2 separate regions of the Rattus norvegicus genome follow, and region 1 is linked to region 2. The links are chromatin contacts, called in public Hi-C maps. All regions are on one chromosome and are shown on one strand. The core of a region is the stretch at or near the end of the contact, and the rest is flanking DNA. Distances in the headings are between cores, read along the strand shown.

The links. Hi-C and Micro-C count contacts between places; a contact is called where the count stands out from the background.
Region 1: a Hi-C map of psoas muscle shows a contact between it and region 2, with 2.3 times the contacts expected there. The contact joins the promoter of Cavin4 here to the promoter of Msantd3 in region 2. A contact is called at or near these places in 3 of 12 Hi-C or Micro-C datasets (Schwann cells, mammary epithelial cells and psoas muscle).

The regions. Positions count from the first base shown.
Region 1 is chr5:67,791,029-67,796,770 of GRCr8, reverse strand. Cavin4 (caveolae associated protein 4) reads right to left here and starts at 4,339. Exons shown (of 2, transcript NM_001107931.3): 1 at 3,863-4,339. The coding sequence starts at 4,270. It overlaps Tmeff1 (transmembrane protein with EGF-like and two follistatin-like domains 1), which reads right to left. Exons shown (of 10, transcript NM_023020.2): 10 at 4,751-5,742.
Region 2 is chr5:67,659,933-67,665,644 of GRCr8, reverse strand. Msantd3 (Myb/SANT DNA binding domain containing 3) reads right to left here and starts at 4,094. Exons shown (of 3, transcript NM_001108664.1): 1 at 4,001-4,094.

The DNA.
Region 1 (5,742 bases), core at 3,090-5,589, 130 kb before region 2:
TGAAATTGACTTTGGGAAAATTATATACCATTCCCAGGATGACTTCAGGCCAAGCAAAGTCTCCTATCAAATAAGTCATCTTAAAAGCTTTATTTTGCTGCCATGGTGGTCCATGACTATAGCCCCATTTCTCAGGAGGATGAGGGAGAAGGACCACAAGTTCAATACCAGTAAAAAAGGAAAAAAGGAAAAAAGGGAGGGAGGGAGAAAAATATGGAAGGGAGGGAAGGAGGGAGGGAAGGGGTGGAGAGGAGAAGGAGGGGGTTGGGAGGGGGAGAGAAAGGTGAAGAACAGAGAACAGACTCTGCCAAGTGTGTCAGAAGAGAACCGGCTAGAGATAGGCCAGCCCAGGGCACAGGTGAAAGGAGCCTGGTGTCCTTTAGAGATTCCATCTAGAGATTATTTCTAAAACATAACAGGCAAAACTTCAGGAATTAGGAGATTTTTAAAAACTGGCCCATGAGTTAGTTTCTAAAAGAAATGGTATTGACATTTGAGATTCAGGTCGATTCCACTCAACAGATTCAATAAATACACAAGAAGGATGTTTGCACATACTCTAAAACGTGACCAGCTCGATAGTCAAGAAGGCATCCTTAGAATCTAATTCCTTAGTTTAAATTGACATCTTTGGCTCTGGGACCAGAATGCTCTGAACCCCACCTCTCCCCAACAAAAGCGGTAGACGTGGGCGTCTCATGGCTCTCTGATGAGTCAGTTGGAGGCAGAGAAGTTATTTCTCTCCTTTCCTGACACCTGTCGTGGCCTGGGCAAGCCTAAGGAGGTATAATTAGAAAGGGGAGAGCCAAAGGGTAGGGGGTATTACTTGGTAGGTAGAGAACCTCATAATCCTTCAGTGAAGGCATCAGACACAGGGAACCTGGAATGGCACACACCCTCTCTTCAAACACACAGCAGACAGTACAAACAGAGGCAAGGGAAGGCAAAGACCTTGCCTGGGAATCTATCACAGCCCCGATGAGTTGGTATTACAGTGAGTTAAGGGCAAACACCGTGCTAATACTGGAAGGTTGTAAGGGTAAATCACAGATGACTTCTGAATAACAATCACATTTCTGTATCAAAGTCCAGACAAAATTTGCCTTTTACTGTTTTTTTGTGACACGGTCTCCCATAGTTCAAGCATGCTTCAAACTCTCAGTATATCTGAATTGCCAATCCTCTTGCCGAGGTTTGCACCACCACACCTGGTTCAAAGTATCACTTTTACAATAGAAGGAATGCTACAGATAGAGTAAAGTGGACGTGAATCGGTGTAAAAGGAACACAGAGAGGGACATTTTGGATACACAGAAGTCTAGAACTTATCATTAGAGGAGCTTAGACATATACAACTGTAGGAGATGAGATACCAATAAGCAGTATCAACAGAAGAGGTGCCTGGGAAAACGTAAGGAGAACCTCACATGGAAATGAAGAACAGACTAGCTCAGTTTTGAGTAATTTTATTAGGGACGGTCTTCGAATAACTATGAGAATTAATTAAGGTTAATCTTAACTGCTAAAAATAACCACGTAAATATCGTACCTATCTATATACGTTCTAACCTATAACAAGTACACGAATTTGAGCCTTAGGTCCACAATACGAGACTTCATATTTTCCCTGTAGGCTTATAAAAGATGGTAATTTTTTTTGACAAGCTGCTGGCCTAATTTAAACATCTTAGTTTTGCAGAACCTTCCAGATAGTCTATCCTAAAAGAAAAGAGGATTATCATTAACTAGTACCTCTCAGCTTCTCTACAGAACTTCAGGATCCAAAGACAGGAGGGAAACACCAGTAAGTTACGGAGGATAGAGACAAACAGAAAATCAACTTTTTCTTTTTTTTTTTTCTTTTTTTTTTTTCGGAACTGGGGACTGAACCCAGGGCCTTGCGGTTGCTAGGCAAGCGCTCTACCACTGAGCTAAATCCCCAACCCCGAAAACCAACTTTTAAGTAGGGGGCAGGGCGGGAATTACATCAATAGACACGGCCAGGTGGAATTTCTGTTTCCCTGCTGTAGCTTCTGTGCGTCCTGAAGGAACCCTGGTCCACTGCCTTGCATACAGGTTCCCCAAAAACATGGGACCCCAAGTGTACTTCCTGACATTATGCATGCAAATGGAGGGTGGGCACCCAGGCCGTGGCTGACGCCCCAGAAGGTGAATGGATTTATCCTTCCGTCCCATGTCCAGCTCACCACTGTCTGCACCAATAGTGGAAGGGACACCTGAAGTCAGGAGACATTGTTAATAAGCGTAGAGAAAGGCCTCTAGGAGCCTAGAAGAAAAGAGTGATGGGAAAGGAATTCTGAAGACATCAGTCTACTCTTGTATCTTTGAAATTCCCTATTTTTTTTCCCTAAATAACCTGTGAACTCCTAAAAACAGATCCAAAAATACCACTCGCCCATTGCAGCGTAACTTGACCACTCAGAGAGTCTGGGGCACTGCCGAATGCACTAAGAACATGAAGGTTAAGGTCCAATATTTCAATCAAGCATGTCCATATTCCATGTTGTGTCTACTCTTCTAGGGCTCTGTGCACACAGACTTCCACTTTTAAAAGTACATAGCTGTGCGTATGCATGGATGAACATTCCCACACATTCCTGACTTCACGCTCACAACCAATCCTCTGACATCAAATTCGGGGGCCGATAGGTTTAGGAATGTTTAATGTTTACAGTACACACTATCAAAAATGTCTTCCAAACTGTTATGCCAACCGCTTCTCCCGAGAGCAGACCAGGACAGGCGGGTCTGCCCCAACCTTCACACTCTGGATGTACAGTTCTGAGACGGGCAGTGTTTAAATAGGTGAGCAAAGAACTCTGCCCTCATCTGCTTCGTCTCTTCCTGTCATCGCTCGTTCTTAATGTGGCTAAGGAGTCCAACTTGTCCTTTTTAATTCAAGAGCTTAAAAAATATACATGCATTTGCCGTGGGTTTTTAAAAAAAAAAGTTATTGAACAGTTATAGGAACTTAGCAAACAATAAAAATAAAAAGGTTTTTCAATTGAGCAAGGAATTATCTATGGGACTTCGATACCTGCATTATTTTAAGAATAATATTAAAACATAAAACTTAAGGGGGGACTTGTGGCTCATGTCTATAATCCTAGCATGTGAGAGGCTAAGCCCGGATTATTACATAGTGAGATCAGCATGAACTACAGGATGGACTGTCTTACAAAAACAGTCAACATTTTAAAAACAAACAATGACTCGATTATTCATGTGGAAACAGGTAACTTTTCTTATTGTGAATAATACAAAAAAATTCCAATGGACAAACTATATTCAGAGTTTTTGATTTACCAGTTGGGTTCTTAGAATAAAACCATGGCTGCCGGGGTGCTGGTTCCTAACTTGTTTTCTTTTAGGGGGATGCTGTCAATCAAACACAGGTCTCAGCCACATGGGCAAATGTTCTACCCCTGGACTGCATCTCCTTTGACCGCCCTCCCACCCAGTTTCTTCTTTTATGTAGCAAAGGTAGTTTTTAAACTTGAGACTGCTTAGGACCTGTTTGGTTCCAACGTTCTAAAGTCTACTGGGTCACTGGGCTTAATAGAACTCAAATGCCGAAAGAACCTGACGGGATTGAGTTTCAAAGGCAAGAAATAGCCTGAGCCACAAGCCTGGGTCCACATTCCATGACCATTAAGAAGCCTGCCCCATGGGTGACAGCAGCAGTGGTTAGAAATGGCTCTCTCTCCCGAGGTGACTACTTGGTGAGCTCAGTACATTCCCATATACTGTGGCTGGGAGGTGACACTGGAAACCCCTGTGACCCGATGGCAAAGGATGACGGGGATTATGGTCATCGAGCTGGCCCCAAGTGCAAGCTTACCTGGAAGATTACCACGCGGAACTTGTTCTTCTTCATTATTTCTTCTTGCTTGGTTTCGACTTTGGTTACTCGAACCTGTTGCTTCTCTACCCGGGCCTTCACATCTTTAATGTGAGCGCTGACTTTCCGGGTCTTCTCAAACAGCTTGTTAACAACGTAGCCCGTGTTGCTGTGTGATTGTGAGAGCTTCAGCAGGTCTATCTGGACAGACTTGATGGCGTTCCCCATCTCTCTGTGTCTCTCCTCGATTCTCTTCTGGCTTGCCTGCACGCTGTCCACGACGGTGGCCACCCTGTCCAGCACAGTCACAATTGTGAGAGCTGCGTCCTGGTCTTCATCTTCAGTCACACTTGACAATCGGTTCTGGTGGATTTTACCAGCATTTGAAGCAGATCCATTGTGTTCCATTTTACTTTTTTTTCTCAGCAGAAGATGTCCTACAGCGATCGGCTCCTACACTCGGAGCCAAAAGTCGGCTTGGTAGCCGGCAACGAAGCTGCTTTAAAGGGCTGAAAACCGCACGCTGGAGAGTGGTCAAGTATTTATAACTACAAGTGCCCATACGTGACTGCCCTGCAACATGAGCCCTTGCAAAGCACCGGGGCTGGTTCCAAACATGCTTGCCGACTGACTAAGGACCTCAAATAGGTCTGTGTGGGTGGAAGGGGAGAGCTGTCTGAAGGAGTTCACTGAAGCCACTATGTTGCTCATACTAAGCCTACAAGCCATGTAGCTCCAAACACTGAATAAAGCTTTTCTCTTCAGATCATTTGTAAGAGGAAAGAGAATTCTGAGCTGCAATCTTCCTGTCCTGTAATCTCGCCTATTATGAGCCCTCGCAGGCCAACATCAAAGAACACAAGAAATGAGCACACAAAGAAGACCGTATAGTGAAAACATTATATTATAACATGCTTTTCCAAATCAAATTATTAAAATTAATATTTAAGTTTAAACATAGTCTTTAAATTCTACATGCATAATTTTGACTGGCTAAACTACACATTAAACACCTCGATAACATTCTACTCACAGCTCAGACTTTTAAACACCAACAATCTATTAATAGAGCTACTGCAGGACAGATTCGAATTAGAGGTCTTAGGTCATTTTTTAAGCTCGCTTTCAGAGCACCGATCATCAACAATTATTTCTGCGTTGTATTCACAAACACTGATACAATTTGTACATTTATATGAAAACAGATACAATGTTTAAAAATGAACGCGCATTAAAGTAGTTTAACTGATACTGTAGGTTTTCTCCCGATCTGCTCATTAAAACACCCTATCTTGACAATATCTAAGTCTATTTTCAACGATCTGTTCCATTGTTAATTCCCAGGTACCTTTTAAAATTATTAGGATTACTTCTCCAAAGAGAGAAATGGTCAGTTCCAGTTCGTTCAGCTTATAAATATGTTACATCTAACACACACACAGCTTTGCAGCTCATGCAATAGGGGAAGTATCTAAAAAAAACCAGGTACTAAATCTCAAAAAACATTTGAATATCTATTTAAACACAGTGTCCTCTAGATTTTTTTTCTTTTTTGTAAGAAAAGTAATCTGTAAACATCTTTACTTTTAGTTCATGCTTTGTCATTTGCTGTGGTCATTGGGGAAGAAAGTATGACTTTATAACGACTATGAAGTGGGTCCATCCGTCTCTGCAAAAATATTACATTCCATGGATAAAGAGCAAGTCTTAGTATTACCATGTGTTACAAATCCGTGGAGCCAATTTCCATATTTAAAAACATAAGACGGAGACTACTAAACAGTCAAAAACTGTTGTAGCTGAATATTCTAAATACGAGCCAACAGTACTACACTAAAAATGTCCAAAAATAAGGCCTCTGAAATAAATATTTCCATTCT
Region 2 (5,712 bases), core at 2,845-5,344:
ACAGTAGACGCTCTCAGTGTTTGTTCAGACATGTTGACATTCCCCTACCAACCTCCTCTATTACTGCCCCATATGGGTACCTCAAAAATTACCAGTTCTCCAGAGAGCTAAAGCTATACTATTCTTTCCCCACTGTCTACAAGTCTTGTGACGACTGCTGATTTCAGCCATAGCCAGGGGGCTTCCCAAGCCAAGAACCCCAGCATGTTCTCCAACCCATGCAACTTGCTGACAGAACTCCATTCTACAGTCTACTCCAGTGTTGACTTTCATCTCCCCTGTCCTCACCTCGAGTGTCTTCTGTAAGACCTGAACCTCCGACTGGTCTTCCAAATGCCCACTGTGTTCCTCCCTTTGCAACTGCAAGAGAGAGAGTCCTAAAATACGGTGCTCATGGCACACCCTGCTCGTATGTACCCCGGGACATCTCTTCCACTTCCTATGTCATAGAGCAAGTCCAAACTCCTCGTGCATCACTCAAGAGCTTTTCTACGTCTGCCCCACCCACTGTGTCTTTCAATCCAGTCAAACCAAACTCACCTCAGGCCCTTAAAGTTTGCTACTGTCTCAAGGCTTGGTTTACTTCAGACTTCCTCCGCCTGTGATCTTTGGCGCAAAGTCCATTTTTATTCTGACAGACCCAGTCCGTGTGTAACTGCTGGGCTCCCACGTGACTGTTCTAAGGCCTGCCTATACTACCGCTTATGCTCTTGTCTATACGTAACAGGTTTCCTTCCAGAATGAGTTTGGACAGTGTGACATACATCATACTGGTTAACTGTCCTATGTGGCTTATGCCTGGTGCAAACTGACTGGGGACGTGGGGAGGCCCTCCATTGTCTCTGCCAAGGCTCCCACTCCTGGGTAAGGCTGGCTTCTCAACTCTGTAACAAGCAAAAGAGCAAGCCACGGTGGGTATCACGCACATTCCGTCACTGAGAACAGTTGGGAGATAACTGTTTGCAACCAGCTTAACTGAATGTGAAGCTCTAAGTCCATCCACAGAATGCTCATCTACAGAGCGGATGGACCCTCCAGCCTAGGATTCTCCCAGTTGGGAACTCCTGCCTGCTGACTCTGTCACCTTCCACAGTTAGTTTCACTGCTGTGAACTCCCAATTTGATCGCGTTCTTTCTCTGTCTGCTGCTGTTTGTTCTTTTATCCAAGGAGAGATCCATGCCACCTGGGACTCGTGATTGGAAAGTCCAGCTGACCACCCAATGGGGCGTCCTTGGTGGGTGGATTTCAGCTGCGTATTTGTAAGCCCTAGATTTGATGTAGTCTCCCGGTTGTTCTGCAGTTGGTCTGCCTTCAGTGGTCTCTGCCTGATGCCCATCACTGGAATCGATGCTCTGCAACCCAACTACAGCTTTTCTCCATCTGCTGCTCACTATTTATTCCCTCACTTCCGCTAGCCATCTACTTACTAATCCACTCGCTGTACTACCCTAGAACACTCTCCAGACTCTACGGGACAAGTAGTTCACCAGTTCTGTGCACACCGCAACGGCATTTTAGTTTAGTTTATTATTTTTAAGAGAGAGAATGTCACAGCTGAGACCTGGTAGCATGAATAAGAACATTCAGAATCTCTGCTATAGTCTCAAACTCACCCCACTGAAGCACGCCGCCCTCTCTAGGAAGGGAGGTGACCCACTCTTCTGCAAGCACGTTGTCCACCATAAACATAAACCAGTGGCACTTACCACATGTTTTGTCACGTGCCCTTTGTGACCATCTCCCTCCGTGGGATGGGAAACTCCTAAGGAAAGAGATCATTTCTGACTCATCTCTGCATGGAGCATGACTCAGCGGACGACTGGCACTCTGGAGACTTTTTTTTTTTTTTTTTTTGAATGAAGCGCTGTTTGAGTTCCCTGCCAACTACTTGGGGGGGAGGGTCACATTCTCTCTCACGCTCACAATCCCAAAGGTGAGTGATAGCTGAGAAATAGATGAGGCCCCAGCTGTCCCTCTCCCCCAGAGCACCCGCTCTGTCCACTGTGCATTAGTTGCTACTCTTATCATTGCTGTGTACCCCAAAGTCCTCTTCTGAGTCCGAGTTTAAAACAAAACCCCTCTATCCAAGAAGTCTGTCATGGGAAAGGCGACAACAGGGAAGACACTAGGAGAGGCCAGGGTGCCTCTCTGAGAAGAGCCCACCATGCTTCCAGCAGACCGAGGACCTCTCTTCCCTGCTACTGCAGCCCGGATTGTTCTTGTCTTCCTCATTTTTTCACTCAGACTGTGAAGACTTTCTCAGTTCTCCCCATCCCAAACTGAAACTCAAAAGTTCCTTCAAGCCCACTGTGTCCCACATCGGTTAGGTCCCCGGTCTGCTAAGCATGTTATAGCAACCTTAGGGGTTTTGTTTGCATGCTTCACCTCCTGAGGCAGACGACCACGATCGACTGCATCCCAAGACGTGTAATGCTCTGCCAGGCCTAACAACACTGCCTGCATGACATCTGAACGCTCTCACCCAGCTGCAGGAGTGAAGAAAGACAACTTCTGATCTTTCTTCGGGAGCTCTCCAGCCACCTCAGAATGGACCTCAGATGCAGTTGTGGGGAGAGTAAGCAGATGACCCCATCTTTCTCCAGGTTTTGAAATACTTTTTCTCCATCCCTTTTCTTCCTCTCTGGTTTCAAACTCTCATAGCTGTCCTCAATCCTAAACTCGGGAACTATTTTATTAACTTTCAACAATTTCCTAAGTACACACTCGTGGTCTGGTCCGACATGCTAAAATCCCCCACACGACTCTGGCCCTATGATTCCAGCTCTAGTTTTAAATGTGTGGAAATATGTGTCTTTACCCTGGAGCCATTCTCCTAAGTACCGCAAAACATTTTGTGCTTAGCATAGCAATAAAACATCCATTCTCAATAATCAGAACTGGAGACTAAATTCTTGTTTCTTTCTCCAACATAAAACCCCTTCCTGCAATTTACAGACTGCCAGAGCTATCAATGCCAGTGCGATTATTTAATAATTCAAGCCAACTGTTTAGGACCAAGAGCCTGGGACACGAAGTGCTTAATTTTAGCTATCAGCAGACACACATTATCTCTTACAATAGTACTTGGGGGTAGGTATTACATCACACCCTACTCCCCCATAATAGAAACATCAAGCCGGCAGCCTCGGAGTAAAGGAGCTTCCCCAAGGTCAGTCGGGCAGGGATGTGATGCACTATTTTCTCCTAAGATCCTCGGAAGGAAGGACCCAGCCCTTTATACCTCTGGATCGGACTGGAGGAGGCAGGGGGTCTCAATGGAGACAAGTACTGAAAAGCGGCGAGCGCAGTTCCCTGCACACAGTAGGGATATGAGGACCGCGGCTCCGCCGGGTCTGCCGGATTTTCCCCCCAAGAGCTTCCCGGCCCCCGGGCTCCGAGCCTTGTCCCGGGAGCTCCAGCGCGACTGCGAGGCCCGCGCGCCGGCGCTTTGTACGCGGCAGGCCGGCCGGGCTCCCGGGGCACCGCGGCGCGCGCAGGCGGCCGTCGGCCTGCGGGGAGGAGGGCGCGGCGGCTCGGCCCGGGAGCCCGCCAGCCCCCCGCGCTCCCGCTCCGCCCGCTTTCCCGGCCGCCCGCGGCCCTCCCGGCCTCAGCTTCCTACCTGCAGCGGCGGCGCGGCGGCCGCGAGTCCCGGGGAGGGGAGCGGAGGCGCGGGCGCGGCGGCCTGGGCTGCTCTGGCGGGCTGGGCGGCCGGCAGGGCCGCGGGCTCCAGGCGCCGGGCGGCCGCGCGCCCCCGGCCGGCCAGGCCCCGCCGCGCGCTCCGCGGCCACAAAGCCCCGCGCCGCCGCCCCCTCGCGGGCCGCTGCCGCCTGCCGCTCGGTGGGCGCCGCGGAGGGCGGGAGCGCGGCCTCGCGCAGTCCCCACCTCCCCGAGCCGCGGTCCAGCCGCGCTGCCCACCTTGGCCCGGAAGCTGCGAAAGGGGGCCCGTCTCCGCCAACAACAAAAGAACGCATTTTCCCACACCCGGGATGTGGCAGTCACCCGCACGAGTTAGCGCGAGCCCTTTTCTTCGGGGACTCCACGAGGCTGGGGACGGCACCCCCTCCTACTCTGAGTTCAGCGCCAACTTTTGTGGTTCTAATCGGCGGGATGTGTCTCCTGAGAGGGTGTGTGCGCTCCCCCTCCCCAAAGGACCCGGGCTGTGTACACCGACCTCAGGATACGACTCAGACCCTGTGTGCCTACTCAGTGGGACCCAAGGCGCGCTGCGACGAAGGCACGGAGGCTTAAACAACTGGGGACAGGGGTCCTTCTTCCCACAAGGCCTTTACCCCTCCCCCAAGGATGAAGCCTGAGTGTTTCTTTTGCCATAGATCCGTTAAGAAGATTCCAAGCCCAGAGATGGGCAAAGAGAAGGTTCTCAAACTTTTTCTTTCTAAGCGAGATGAAACTCAACAAAGCATAAAGACAGCCATTTAAAAGTAAACAAGCCAGTAGCACTTATTACACTTAGAATAGTTAGCAGTAACCACTTCACCTCCTTATTCTTAACAGTTCCATCAGAAGGACCCCCCACTCCACATCCCCCGCACCAATTACGTAGTCACTCCTTTGCCTAGTCCCTAAAAATCATTAATCTTTTTCCTGTTTCTATAGATTTACCTTTTTGTATATTTCATATAAATGGAGTCATGAGTCTTTTTGGAGCACGGGGCAGGGGACACGATGTGAGCAGTGGTGCTCACTAAGCTGCCCAGGCTGGCCTTGAACTTGCTCTGGGATCCCAGGAAGCCTTTGAACCTACAAACTTCCTGCCTTAGCCTCCCTAGCTAGTAGCTGAGAACATGGGCTGACTTCACCTGGCCTGGTCACTCTGGCCAGGTCAAAGATTACAGACAAGTTTCATCCAGATTGTAGCATGCGTCTTACTCCATTGCTTTTCATGGCTGCATAGGATGACCATGGTATGTGTATTCTACAATTTGCTTATCTGTTCTCAGATCAGTTAGTGGAGTCTAGATTATTTCCACCTTTTGGCTAATGTGAGCTGGTTCTCTGAACACCCCTAGACATGCATTTGTCTAAAGAACCTGTTTCCAATTCTTCGGGACACATACTTAAGAGTAGAATTTCTGGATCATATATGGTAATGTGGTCATATGTGTAACTTTTTGTTGTTGTTGCTTTTGAGACAGGGTCTCCTCTAGCCCAGGCTAGCCTCTAGCCCAGGCTAGCCTCAAACTTGCTATGAGGCCGAGGATAACCTTGAACATCACATCCCCCTGCCTCTGTCTCTGGAATGCAGGAACTACAGGCATGAGCCACACATGCAGTCGCCCGCAATCTTTAAACAGGTAATCGTCCAGGTTTTGGACTGTGAAAACAAACAAACAAACAAACAAACAAAAAACAGAGAAACACCTAACATTTCAGGGTATGATGGCAGAAACACCTATAAAATGTCCTAGACTAAGGATTGTAACTGCTTTCTTGTTCCTGTGTTAACAATAACTTGTCTAGTGTCCCAGGAGCTTTGAAACTGCTCAGAGTCAGGAAACTGACTGGTGGGTGGGGAGGGTGGGACTGGCAAACAAACTTTATGACACACCATTTGCACTTAGGCCTTCCGCTTCATGTTGGGTTAGAAGTCCTTAAAGATATTAACCTTGGGCTGGAGAGATGGGTCAGTGGTTAAGAGCACTGACTGCTCTTCCAGAGGTCCTGAGTTCAAATCCCAGCAACCACATGGTGGC